2 separate regions of the Macaca mulatta genome follow, and region 2 is linked to region 1. Evidence: chromatin contacts called from public Hi-C data. All regions are on one chromosome and are shown on one strand. The core of a region is the stretch at or near the end of the contact, and the rest is flanking DNA. Distances in the headings are between cores, read along the strand shown.

The links. Hi-C and Micro-C count contacts between places; a contact is called where the count stands out from the background.
Region 2: a contact with region 1 is called in a Hi-C map of cortical neurons, with 3 times the contacts expected there. The contact joins the promoter of CCDC34 here to the promoter of LGR4 in region 1. A contact is called at or near these places in 3 of 14 Hi-C or Micro-C datasets (cortical neurons, fetal cortex germinal zone and liver).

What each region holds. Positions count from the first base shown.
Region 1 is chr14:37,810,631-37,816,515 of T2T-MMU8v2.0, reverse strand. LGR4 (leucine rich repeat containing G protein-coupled receptor 4) reads right to left here and starts at 4,067. Exons shown (of 18, transcript NM_001265665.1): 1 at 3,493-4,067. The coding sequence starts at 3,677.
Region 2 is chr14:37,920,011-37,925,722 of T2T-MMU8v2.0, reverse strand. It overlaps CCDC34 (coiled-coil domain containing 34), which reads right to left and starts at 1,882. Exons shown (of 6, transcript XM_001089845.5): 1 at 1,521-1,882. The coding sequence starts at 1,861. LGR4 (leucine rich repeat containing G protein-coupled receptor 4) reads right to left here. Exons shown (of 18, transcript NM_001265665.1): 18 at 4,788-5,712.

The DNA.
Region 1 (5,885 bases), core at 2,818-5,317:
ATTGCTTCACTTTTCAGATGAGGAAATTGTCAGTGAATTGCTTCATTTTTCAGATGAGGAAATTGTCACGAAAAAAAAAAAAGAAAAAAAAGTGAATGACTTGCCCAAGGCCATACAATTATTCAGTGGCATAGTAAGGCTGTGATCAAGTACTCAGGTCCACCACTTTCTTCACGAAGTCACAGAAATAGCCTTGCTAATCTTAAAACTATATGCCAAACATAACCTAGGACGTGCAAATTTGTGCTCAAGGTCTACGTTTCTCAAACACCATAGCAATAACACACAAATGAGAGGACTCACATACACATTCCCCTCCCCATGACTTCATCTCTTTCTCCCAATCTTGGAATGTAGGTGATTGAGTTATTACCACAAATACGGTAATAACCTTGAATCCTTCTGATTAAACTTTGGAATTTTAATATTAGTAAGATTACGGCCTTGAACACTCTTCAGGGTGAATTGTGACAGGTCAGTCCATTGTGACACAAGATGGAACACTGTCGTTCAAAAACATAAATAGTCACTACAGGGGCAGCAAATGGTGTGAACACAGGAATCCCATTCACAGTACTGAGGATTACATCTGACGCTGTCCCCAGACTCCGGTAAAGCAGCTTTCACCAGGAAATAGACACTGTTAGACTGAACAAGTTTCAACGAGCCTCAAGGAGAAGAAGCAGGTATTCTCTCTCTGGGACCTTCTCAAATCTGGACAAAAGGCTAAGTGCTGAGAATGTTGCATCTGAAAATCCCCTGTAGGAATGGTGTCTGAATTCCATGCCATGTTTCTGCTCTCAGTGTGGCCTTGCATCCTTATTTATTCACTCCAGCATTTTTAAGTGCCTCCTATATACCAGGCTCTGGGGACCCCAAGTTGAGTAAAATAAAATCACTGCTCTGTCAGTCCCAGGATCTCTAAAGTGGAATGCACCCTCCACCCCTGTCCCCAGGGGAGGTGAAAGCACTACTCCAGGACAAGCCATTGAGCAATGAGAAGAAAATGAAGAACTCTGATTAGTAATTATAGTCTCATCTTTTTAACTTCTACTTTCATGATTGTAATTTTCTGTATAACTACAGAGGTTTTTGGTTCACATGCTCCAGAAATTAAGAATAGGTGAACAAACGCTTAGAGACCACGGAACTAGTCTCCTGATGTGTAACTGTAGCTAAGTAAAGCTGCGATGGGAGAACAGACTGGAAGTACTTGGAAAAAGACCCTAGCTGATCACAACATGTCCTATATACGATCGACTGGAGTGTGCAGACCTGCAGCGCTGGCCTCGCTTCATACATGGCTTTTGAGAATCACTGAATGAGCTAGTGTCCCCATGAGTAAAACGCAAATATGCTGCTCTTGAAAAGCCTTTTAGAGAGGGTGGTTATATATATTTTTGAGGGTGAAATGAGTAGTAGGGAGAAATAAGGAGTCACCAGAATGTATGATCACTCTACCTATGGGTCACAAATCTAAGAAAATAAAACACATTTTCACAGCACCAAAGCTCAGAAAGTGCTAAAATAATGCTAGTTTAGGCACTCCAATTTAGACTGGTACCAATTATTTTTGTTTCCTAAGCCATGAACACTAACTTAATCTAAGGCCCAAAGTTGAAGATACAGCATTTCACTACCTTCAGTGAGTTCTACCAGAAGATGCTTTGGAGAGAGGAGTATGTTCCCATAAAAATGTGATTATTTCTTTGTGGTTTTAGATACTAATGTAAAACAGCCCTTTTCCTTATAGGACAAGTCTGCTCACTAAAATGTGAGGAATCTGCCAAACAAGGTCTTTACAACTAGTCAAAATAGTAAAATCATGCTTTTCTGTTCTATGCAGAGCCTTGCAAGAGGTTCAGGTAGAGGGACCTTTCTTTCTGCACAAATTCCCTAAACGTTTGTAGAGAACTTGGGGAAAAATTAGCCCCATTTCCTCTCCACAGGTCTTCTTTCTCTTGATTCAATTCATTCCTGCTCAAACTTTCCCACTTAATGTAACTTTGTGAACAAAATGCTCTTCACCGCAAAGTTAACTTTTGTTTTTCAATATAAGTTAAACTTCACTATACTGAAAAAAAAAAAAAAAAAAAAAAAAGACCTCAAATACATAACTAAAACTAACCTGAGACAGGAAAAATAACAAATGGGGAGGGGAAGGCTGAAGGTGAAAGAATGAAACAGGTTCCAAGACAACAGGTCTCGATGCTCACTAAAAGTCCATTCTGAGAGGGCAGGGAGAACACCTTTGCCACCACCGACCTGGAAATACAGCAATGCTCCTGCCTGCATAAAGATTTCTTCACAGGGTCCTTTAAAACTTTCTGTTTCTAAGAGGTCCCTTCCACAATAGGTAAAAGGAAATTCCGTCTACCCGAGGGCCCCTCAGGAGCCCTTCCTCTCTCACACGTTTCTTTGACTGCTCCTGATTTAAGCATTCAGCTGGCCACGCAACATAAGAAGCAATAAGAACACGCAAGCCCTGCCCTCAGTCACCCTCTTCCTCCTCTATCCGTGGCCTTTGCCACCACCTCACAACCTAGTTCAGATTCCTCTTCTTTTCTCAAGGGAACATCTAAAGCTCTCAAGTCCCCGTATGAACAGGGAGATTTCGGAAGTCTGAAACATTTGAGTGTCTCTCGATCTCAGACAGCTCAAAAGAAAAGATCTGCTGGTTGCGTGAAGGTGCATTAGAAACCGGCTGCTACCTTGCAGCCTGGGTTGAGCATATGCTCCGGAACTTGCTTCTCTTCCAACATCCTGCACCTCAAGTCAGCATTCCTTCTTTAAAAGACCTTGTTGGGTAACATCATTTCCACCAAGAGAACCCTGTAATTCTCCCTTGTTTTCTCGGACTCCCCTGCGTGCTGCAGAAGCCTGGGCGTTAGAGGGGTAGTCCCGAGTGGAACTGGGGGGAAGTAGGTGCCAGGAACGCACTACCTGGATGGGGCCAAATTGGAAGGAGATTCGCCCTGACTGAGGTACAGGTGTTTCTTCTCCTCACATGCTGGAACCCAGGAGGCTCCAGGTGCTTCCCCACGAGACGTGCCTCAGTCTGCAGACTGAGGCCAAGTTCTCGGCGCCCTCAGCCCCGCCGGTGGCGGAACTCCTGCTAGCTGAGCGAGGGCCCGCAAGAGAAGGGAAGGTCGCGTGGACAGGCTGTCCGGGGCAAGCGTGTTTAGATTCCTTCCTCCTCCTTGGCCCCAGATGCCCTTGTGAGTTGGGGGTGTGCGCGGTGGGGTGGGAGGGTGCTTATGCCCAAAAAGTCTGGGAACGAAAGCTACTGCTGGCTCGAACACGGACTGGCAAAGTGCGGAAAGCCCGTGGCGCAGGAGTGGGTGCCAGTCAGCCCGCACGCAGGTGACCGGCGGACCCCCTTCCCAGGCCCGGGCGGCGGCGGGGCGGGGTGGGGTGGGACTGACCCCTGGCTCCGCCCCGCGGCGCCCCCCGCTGGGCCCCCTCCCCCGCGTCCCCGCCGCCCGCACTCACAGCGCTTGGGTGAAGGCGCTGAGCCCCTCGGGCACGGCCGTCAGCCCCTTCCCGGAGCAGTCCACCCGACGGTCGCCGTCGCAGCTGCAGGGCGCCGCGCAGAGAGGCGGCGCCGCGCCGCTGGGCCCGGCAGAGCCGAGCAGCCCCAGGGCGAGGAAGCAGAGCAGCCCCAGCGGGCCCGGCATTGCTGCGGCCGCCTCCCGCGCCGGCCTCTCCCGCGGCGCCGCTTGCTCCGCTGCCCTCCGACGCCCCCCTCCGCCCCTGGGCAGCCGGCCTGCGGGCTGGGGCAGGGGTCTCTTCCTCGGCGGTCCGCGCAGGCTCGGCCCCTTCAGCAGTCCGCCGCAGCGGCGCAGGGACGCGGAGCTCCGGAGTTTCGCCCTTCCCGCTGCTCCATGGACGCGCAGAGGCAGCCCCGCTCCTCCGGCGGCTCAGGCCAGCAGGGCCGGCCCGGCGCAGCGGCGGGGGCCGCACTCTGCCATCGCACCCGCCTCCCTGTCCCCGGCCTCCCAATGCAGCGGCTCTTCAAGGTTGCAGAGCGCAGCCTTCAGCCATGCCGGCCACTCGCCCCAGCCCCCGCCGCGGCTCTCGCACAAACACCCAGACTCTGACTCGCTCTCTCCCCGCCGCGGATCAATCTCTTCCCGTCCTTTTCCCTTCTAGGGTTGCACGCTCTGGTTCCCAAGCCCCCGGCCGCTGGCTTATGCAAATCACTTAGGTACATGCAAAACTACCCCTTCTCCCGGAGCGCCATTGGCCCGGGGAGGTCTCGAGCTCATTAGTATGCAGAGAAGAGAGCCGCCATTGGCCAAGAGTAGGACCAGAGGGGCGTGTTTCTCGGGTGTGAGTGACAAGGTGGTGGTGGTTGTGGTGGTGGTGGTAGTGGTTCAAGGCAAAATCCCTGACTTGGCTGGATTTGTGTGGCAGGTTGTGGATTGAAGGTAGAAGGATAAGCGGACAAGGGGTCTAGTTTTTCCCTCCCCCAGCCATCTTTTTCTTCCCTCCGCAGAAATTGGATCTCCTAAATTGGATGACCTGGAAAGTAGAACTTCCCTCCAGCGTTCAGTTAAGTTTCAAATGACTCTCTGCTGTTCCAAAGGGCGAGGACGTCTGGAGCTCTGTAAACGGAAAAAAGATTTTGAAGAGGAGGAAAAAAGTTTCCCTCGATGTGACACACATCTTTGGATTTTAGCTATACACTAAGCTAAAAGTGTACCCTCTCCAGTGCGTCACTTCACCTGGGATCTTTACACCTATCTTGATATGCATTTGGTAGCTAAGTCTTACTTAGCAATTCATTCTCCCCAGTTCTCTCTCTGTATTTGGTGTTTTTGGTGACTGCAAATCAGACTCCTTTCGCACACACTTTAAAATCCTGAAACACAGGAATGTTGTAAAGGTCAGAGAAAATGATGTTTCTGAACACTGGACAATTTCCAAAACATCTGAGTGGGAGGTGACTACGGCTGAGAAGCCGGCAGCAACATTGGTGTTAGGTAATTATCAGCATTCTCTCCTCTGCTGGATTTTGAGTCCCTGTGGCCTAATAGACCCCACAGAATCTGTGGACCCCACATTATCTGTACCAACTACTGCTTTAGGGGTACTTCCTTTCTTGCTCTCTGCTGTGGCATTGTTTTACTCTATAATGGAGACATTTTTAATGAATACATTAAAACAAGCAGGATTCGCCGGGCCGAGCCCAGTGGCTCACGCCTGTAATCCCAGCACTTTGGGAGGCCGAGGCGGGCAGATCACCTGAGGTTGGGAGTTCTAGACCACCCTGACCAACATGGAGAAACCCCATCTCTACTAAAAATACAAAATTAGCCGGGTGTGGTGGCAGATGCCTGTAATCCCAGCTACTCGGGAGGCTGAGGCAGGAGAATTGCTTGAACCCGGGAGGCGGAGGTTGCGGTGAGCTGGAGATGGCGCCATTGCACTCAGCCTGGGCAACAAGAGCAAAACTCCGTCTCAAAACAAAACACAAAAAAGCAGGATTTAAAAATAATTATCATATAAAGTTGACTAGCCATCGTATATAAATAAAACTTAGAACAATGGAAACAGGTTGATGCAGACCTATAAGTTTAAAATGAAAAACTTCTATCATCTTTGTATTTGGGAGTTTATCTAAAAGATAATGTCAAGTTGGACACACAAGTCACATACAGTAAATATGTGTAGAAGCTAGAGAGTTTAATATGCCTTCATTTCAAGTTTTAGGAATGACATACCTCCTCTCACTGTAGGGCTGAAAGACAACTTAAATATCCCCGGACAACTCTGGTTTTATAGATAAGAAATCTGAGGCTCTCAAGAGAGTGTGTTCTGCCCATCATCCTCACGGAACAGCTCCTGGGCTCCTGGCTCCTGGCTCCCAATCTGGTGCTCTT
Region 2 (5,712 bases), core at 633-3,132, 110 kb before region 1:
GCTGAGCGATAGTTCTGATGGTCATTTATTCTGCAGGTCACTAACTTTGTGTCCAGATTGCTTAGTCCAGTTGATTATGCTCAGAAAGTATTTCCCAAAGCCTTCGAATTTACTTTAAATACCTTTGAGACCCATTCAGTCCTGAAGAATACCTACAAAGGCCCAGAGGAAAACCGATTACTGAAACCCTAACTCCACCATTAAATTTTACTATCAGGTTGATCAGAGGAGGCCTGTTTCTTGTTGCTACAACCAGCCTGGATGAGTGGCTTACTTGGTTACTCTTTCTGATCTCCATTCCCACCAATGTAGTTACTTTCACTTCTCATCCGTAACTAATTCACTCCTGTAACCATGTATATGGGTTACTTCATACGGGTTCCATATTCCATTCACTCATGCTAGATATGAACACCCTATACTGAAGGGGGTATCTTGCTATTTACACATAAAGCATGGGTTCTCTGGCCTGTATTTCTCAGACCTCCTGTACTGTGCCTTCTTACACAGCCTGACAATCAGAAACTTGTAAATGATTTCCGAAGAAAACGCAGTAAGTCTATCCCAGAATGGAGCTGCATTACTGGGCCCGTCTCAGAAATATTCCTACAGGGATAGGCCCTTTGTTCCATTTCTATATACTCAGTACTAGGCACGCAGTTTAGGAAAGAGAACATCATCGGTCTATCTTCGTAGTAGACCCAGGTCTGCTAATAACTAGGGGCGCGCCTTTGAGTCACTTTTAGCATTCTGAGCCATGGTTTTATTATCTGTAAAATAAGTGGACTGATTTAGGATTCAATTCCATGAGAGTAGAGACCAGTATCTTGTTTATGGTTTCCAGTACCTAGACTAATATGTGGCACACAATGTTTGCTGAGTAAATAACAGTAGAAATAAACAAATTAAAGTAGTTTTAATAACCCCATTGATCCTAACATTCTTTGATACAATGACATCCATTCCTCTGTGCGTACTCAGATCCTATCTAACCACGTCGCCACATGCTGAGGTTGACATTGCTAATCTCTGTGCTTCAGCACTCTGTGTTATAAAAAGTGACCTGTTTACTACAACCTCCTTCACTAGCCATCAGTATGTTTTCAGAATAACCAACCACAGGTACTACTAAGGTGCAGTAAACCACGTTCTGGTGTTCAGGTTTGGGATAAGAGTTCTGGAGTTCACAATCTGGCTTTTAAGGATTCATAGAACGCTTGAAATGGTAGCAAAGTTTTGTGTGTTTGAGACTATGTGAGTTTTTCTGGGAAGTGAGACCGCAGCAATCACATGTCAGGAAAAAAGGATTAAGAGCCGTAGGAAATCTACCGTCATTTGCAAGAATTTGCACAGGGCTCTTTATGTGCAAAAAAACCAAAAAACAAAAAACACGGCACCTCAGTCTGCAAGTGCCTGCTCTGTCTTTGGGTCGGAGGGCAGGAGGGTGTTAGAAGGGGGTACTTAAGAGGGTCTAAGGAATCTTGAAAAAGGCTGAATCTGCTGGGCAGTCTCGCGTTTACCTGGCGCACTCCTGTAACTCCATTCCTCTCAGACTCGTCACTTTGGCCTCTGAATCATGGGCATCTTCATCCACGTCTTCCTCATCCTCCCGGTCACCGTCGTCCTCGTCAAACTGGAAGCTCTGGTGGCCAAGGGGAGACAACAGTGACCTGGTGGAATTGCTGCAGCTCAGCGGCAGCGGCGGCGACGGCGAGCGCACCACCTCCAACCCCTGCCCACGAGCGCCCGTCATAGGGACGGAGAAGGAACCCGAGGAGGGCCGTGACCTGGGTCTGCAGTCACCCGTGAAACCAGCGTAGGAAGAAGGAGAAGTAGGCCCCCAGCGCCCCGCCGCCCACATCTGGCCCGCCAAGTTCAAACTGGCAGAGCCGCGGCGGGGACGCGCTTTCCCAGCAGGCACTGCGCGCGCCAGACCAGCCAATCCCGGCCGGCACAGACCCTGCGTTGCCATGGCGACGCGTGGAGGCCGGGAGGGCTTTGTCTGGGCCTGCAGAGCTTGGCTTCCTCCGCCCCGGCCTCTCTTGGCCAGCCTTTCCGCCTCTGTAGCAGGAAGGTGCCTGCTGTTTGCAAGCTTGTTTAGCACGGTACCTCCCCACGCCACGGGCGGGGTCCTGGCTCCCTACCGACAACTTTGAGGGCCTGTCCCTTGTTTGCCGTGGTGTTGCAGTTCATTTGGTACATGAAATATGTTACCTGTCACTGAATCAGGGAAAGTAGCAGAAACCAAAACTACCCCCTATATAAGGGGTCAGAATTATGAGCATCGGTCTGATTTCTTTCAGCACAAGCCGATATATTTTGAGGAGAGGGGAGCGAACTAGATCCAAGTTTACAGGTGTATTCCAGAACGCACTTTTAGGACAGTCTTTGCGTGTTTGGTAGCACTTCGTTTGCCTGGCACGTTAAGGGACATAATTTGTCTACACGTATGAATTTTTGACGTCTTCGAAGCCTCTAGTGTACGGTAGGGTCTGCGTAAAGCACAAGGGATAGATTATTAAAAGTCTCTCCCTTAAGTTCCTCATCCTTTTGTGGCGAAAAATCACCTCAGTAAATATGCTGATGTGCATTTTATATGGGATCTTAGGGTCACTCGGGAATGGGGATAAAGGTAGTAAAGGAGAGGTGGATGCTTTATTCATGCTGACAAAACTGTACATTTGTAAATAAATAGGGTTTTTGTCCAGTTCATAATGTATATTACCGGTAGAAATATCAAATGAAAACTGACCATGGCTACCACAGCACACCAAACTCTTTAGGGACCACAGTGATACAAAACTCTTTGACGAAATCTAGATCTACAAAATTTAACACAGGAGAATTAGCTTTGGTAGAAGTAATAGCCACCAAAGACAATTCAGAAGGCAGAGCTATAATTAATAAAATATGACTTGGTTAAATCTAAATGGAATATTTTGTTCAAAATTTCGGTGAAAACAAAATGAAAATGGAAGAAAATTGGAGCACTCCAAATAATTAATAAAAGTTGATCAAGGAATTACACTGACCTAATGGAGTTTTCGTTGTCGACCCTAGTTATTCAATATTGGCATTTAAAAACCTTTTATCAGAACATCTCTAGAATCAGTAACACCAAAAGGCACTGGGCTGTGTGAGGGCCTCATAAAGAGGTAAGCTTGAGAAGCTGTTTGCCAATAGATATAACCAAACATAACTGTAGTGGGAAAAAACACTAGTATGAAAGGGACCTGGAATCAGTGGTTTTCCTGGTACTTGATAGGTTTTCCATTCCTAACACTCCTCTGAAAATGGGGGAAAAAATTTACCTAACAGGGTCATATTATCTCATTAATTCTCAAAGTTTCTAAGCTCAGGATCAGACAGATACAATGAAAAATTGTGTGTAAACTCCAGAACTTCTTCACTTTAACCTCTTCGCATAGGAATCTAAATGTCATATACTTCTTTGTCCCCTTAAAATGTTTTCCTAAACAAAGTATACCCTTTTCTTGATGCGCCAGGGTCATTATGACCAACGGTGACATTATGCACTAGCAATGCTGGAACCCCCAAGGCTATAAGGCAGAGTCAGATGGTGCTGGTGCTGGTGTTTGAACATAATTAACTCCAGCGGTCTCATTTCTTACAGTGCCTTTTCGTTACTGGAGCTGAGAAGCCATAATCGAGATGGGTAGAATTATATATAAATGTACAAATGTGTAAAAGAGTGTCTCTCCTCTTAAGTTTTAGGGTATTCACTTAGTGACATCTTTTCATACAATTGGTACTTTGACTATGGTATATTTGAGATAATTATGTTTTGCTAGCTCTGGAAACTTGTATAAGAGGGACTTTTGCTTAAATAATTCCGTCACCAGTTAGCCCTGTGGCAATATATTATGCAACTGTAAAAATTTATCCGTAGACATTAGTATTTACAGATGAAACAATATGATGTCTTAAATTTGCTTCAAAATAATGCAAGGGGCAGAGGGATTGGAGGGGGTCAGTGAATAGGATGAAGATGAAACAAGGTTCACTACGTGCTGCAGATAATTGTCAAAGCAGTGACAGGTATGGGGTGAAGGGTGGGGAGGTGAGGTAATTATACTACTCTACTTTCTGTTATGGAAATTTCAAGCATATATGAAGTGTAAAACAAACACACACACAAAATTATGTCCCGAATGAAGAGGCACTGGGTTCTGGTTTGGGGTCTAATTTGCTGTGACTCAGGGACTCACTTAAATTTCATTAAGCCTTTTGTTTTCTCATCTGTAAAATGAGGACTTAGTGATTGTAAATACTGAAGTATTTCTAAGCATCTGGGCAACTGACTACATTTAGTATCATACAGACTTTTTAATCATTTGCTTTTTAGATAAAGATTGAATCAATGGTTTTTCTGAAATTTCATAATCTGTTTTCCATGAGTATAGTTCAGACTTAGGATAAAAGCCTTTTTCTAAATTTCAGCAAAATGTTCTTATATATTTACAAATAAACATCAAAATGGTGTTTTCTAATGGTTACTTCCAACATTTCTTCTAATACTGTCCACTTAAAAATACTTAATTTGCTTACTTTAAAACTAAATTCATTAGTATACCTTGTTTTAAATTAAGGCAAAATAGATTGCTTTCTAAAAACTTTAATAATTCAAAACACTGAGTACATACTGTATTTCATACCATATAGCACAAAGATTAACACATTTTATATATCTGTTATTCTAGATTTAAAATGAATAAAATGAAAAATTTTCAATAACTTGAATTTTGGAAAAAACCTTTTAATTAGGAGTTTCTTACCAAGTTATGATTTAATATTTATCAGATGTGTAAATATACAAACATGATAGCAATTTTTAAAACTTGTAAATAGTTGGCCTTACAAAATTACAACACACTGTAAATAAATCCTTCCCACATTTTATACAAACTACATGATTTTGATATACAAAGATTCTGTTTTTATTACATTGACAATGTACAACAAAGACTATTTACAATGCAAAAAGTATATAAACCACAATTTAACAGTCTGCTACTGGCAGCCACTATAGTTTAGGAGGTAGCTTTAATTAAACGAAATGAACAGAAGCCACATTTCCCAACTTGTGTTCTAAAAATAATTTACATAAGATAAAAATTCATTATATGCACAGTATGTACAGTTTAATTATTAAACTGCAATCTAGCTGGACTGTTTTAGTATATTCAGAATAACTAATATGGCAGTGGGTTTGCTACTGATTTAGCACACTGTTCAAAAAACATATTGAACAATTATAACTTTAAGACTCCACACAGTAATAGGTCTAAAGCCCATAGATGGGAATCAAGTAAAGTTTTTAATTTTTGAAGACACAGGACTAAGCTTTATTCCTTCTTCTTCTATTTTTATTAATAACACATTATCTCGTTTAACCAGAGTTCAACCTCTGAGCTATTGAATAGGCTCTTTTGTAAAAAATAGTATGGGGAAGATGTATAGAAGTTTCCACATAATAGCACAGGTTCAAGATAATCCAGCTCACTAAGAAATAAACATAAGTACTTTGTGTCGTAATTACTCCCCGTTTCTTCTAATTAAATGCAGTATTGACCACAGTTTACTTTCTATATAATCTAAACTATTACTAGGTGACATACCAACAAATTGGAAAATATCAGTAGAGCCAATGATATTAGGAAGTATTCATTAATGAGAACGTTACATGGAGCC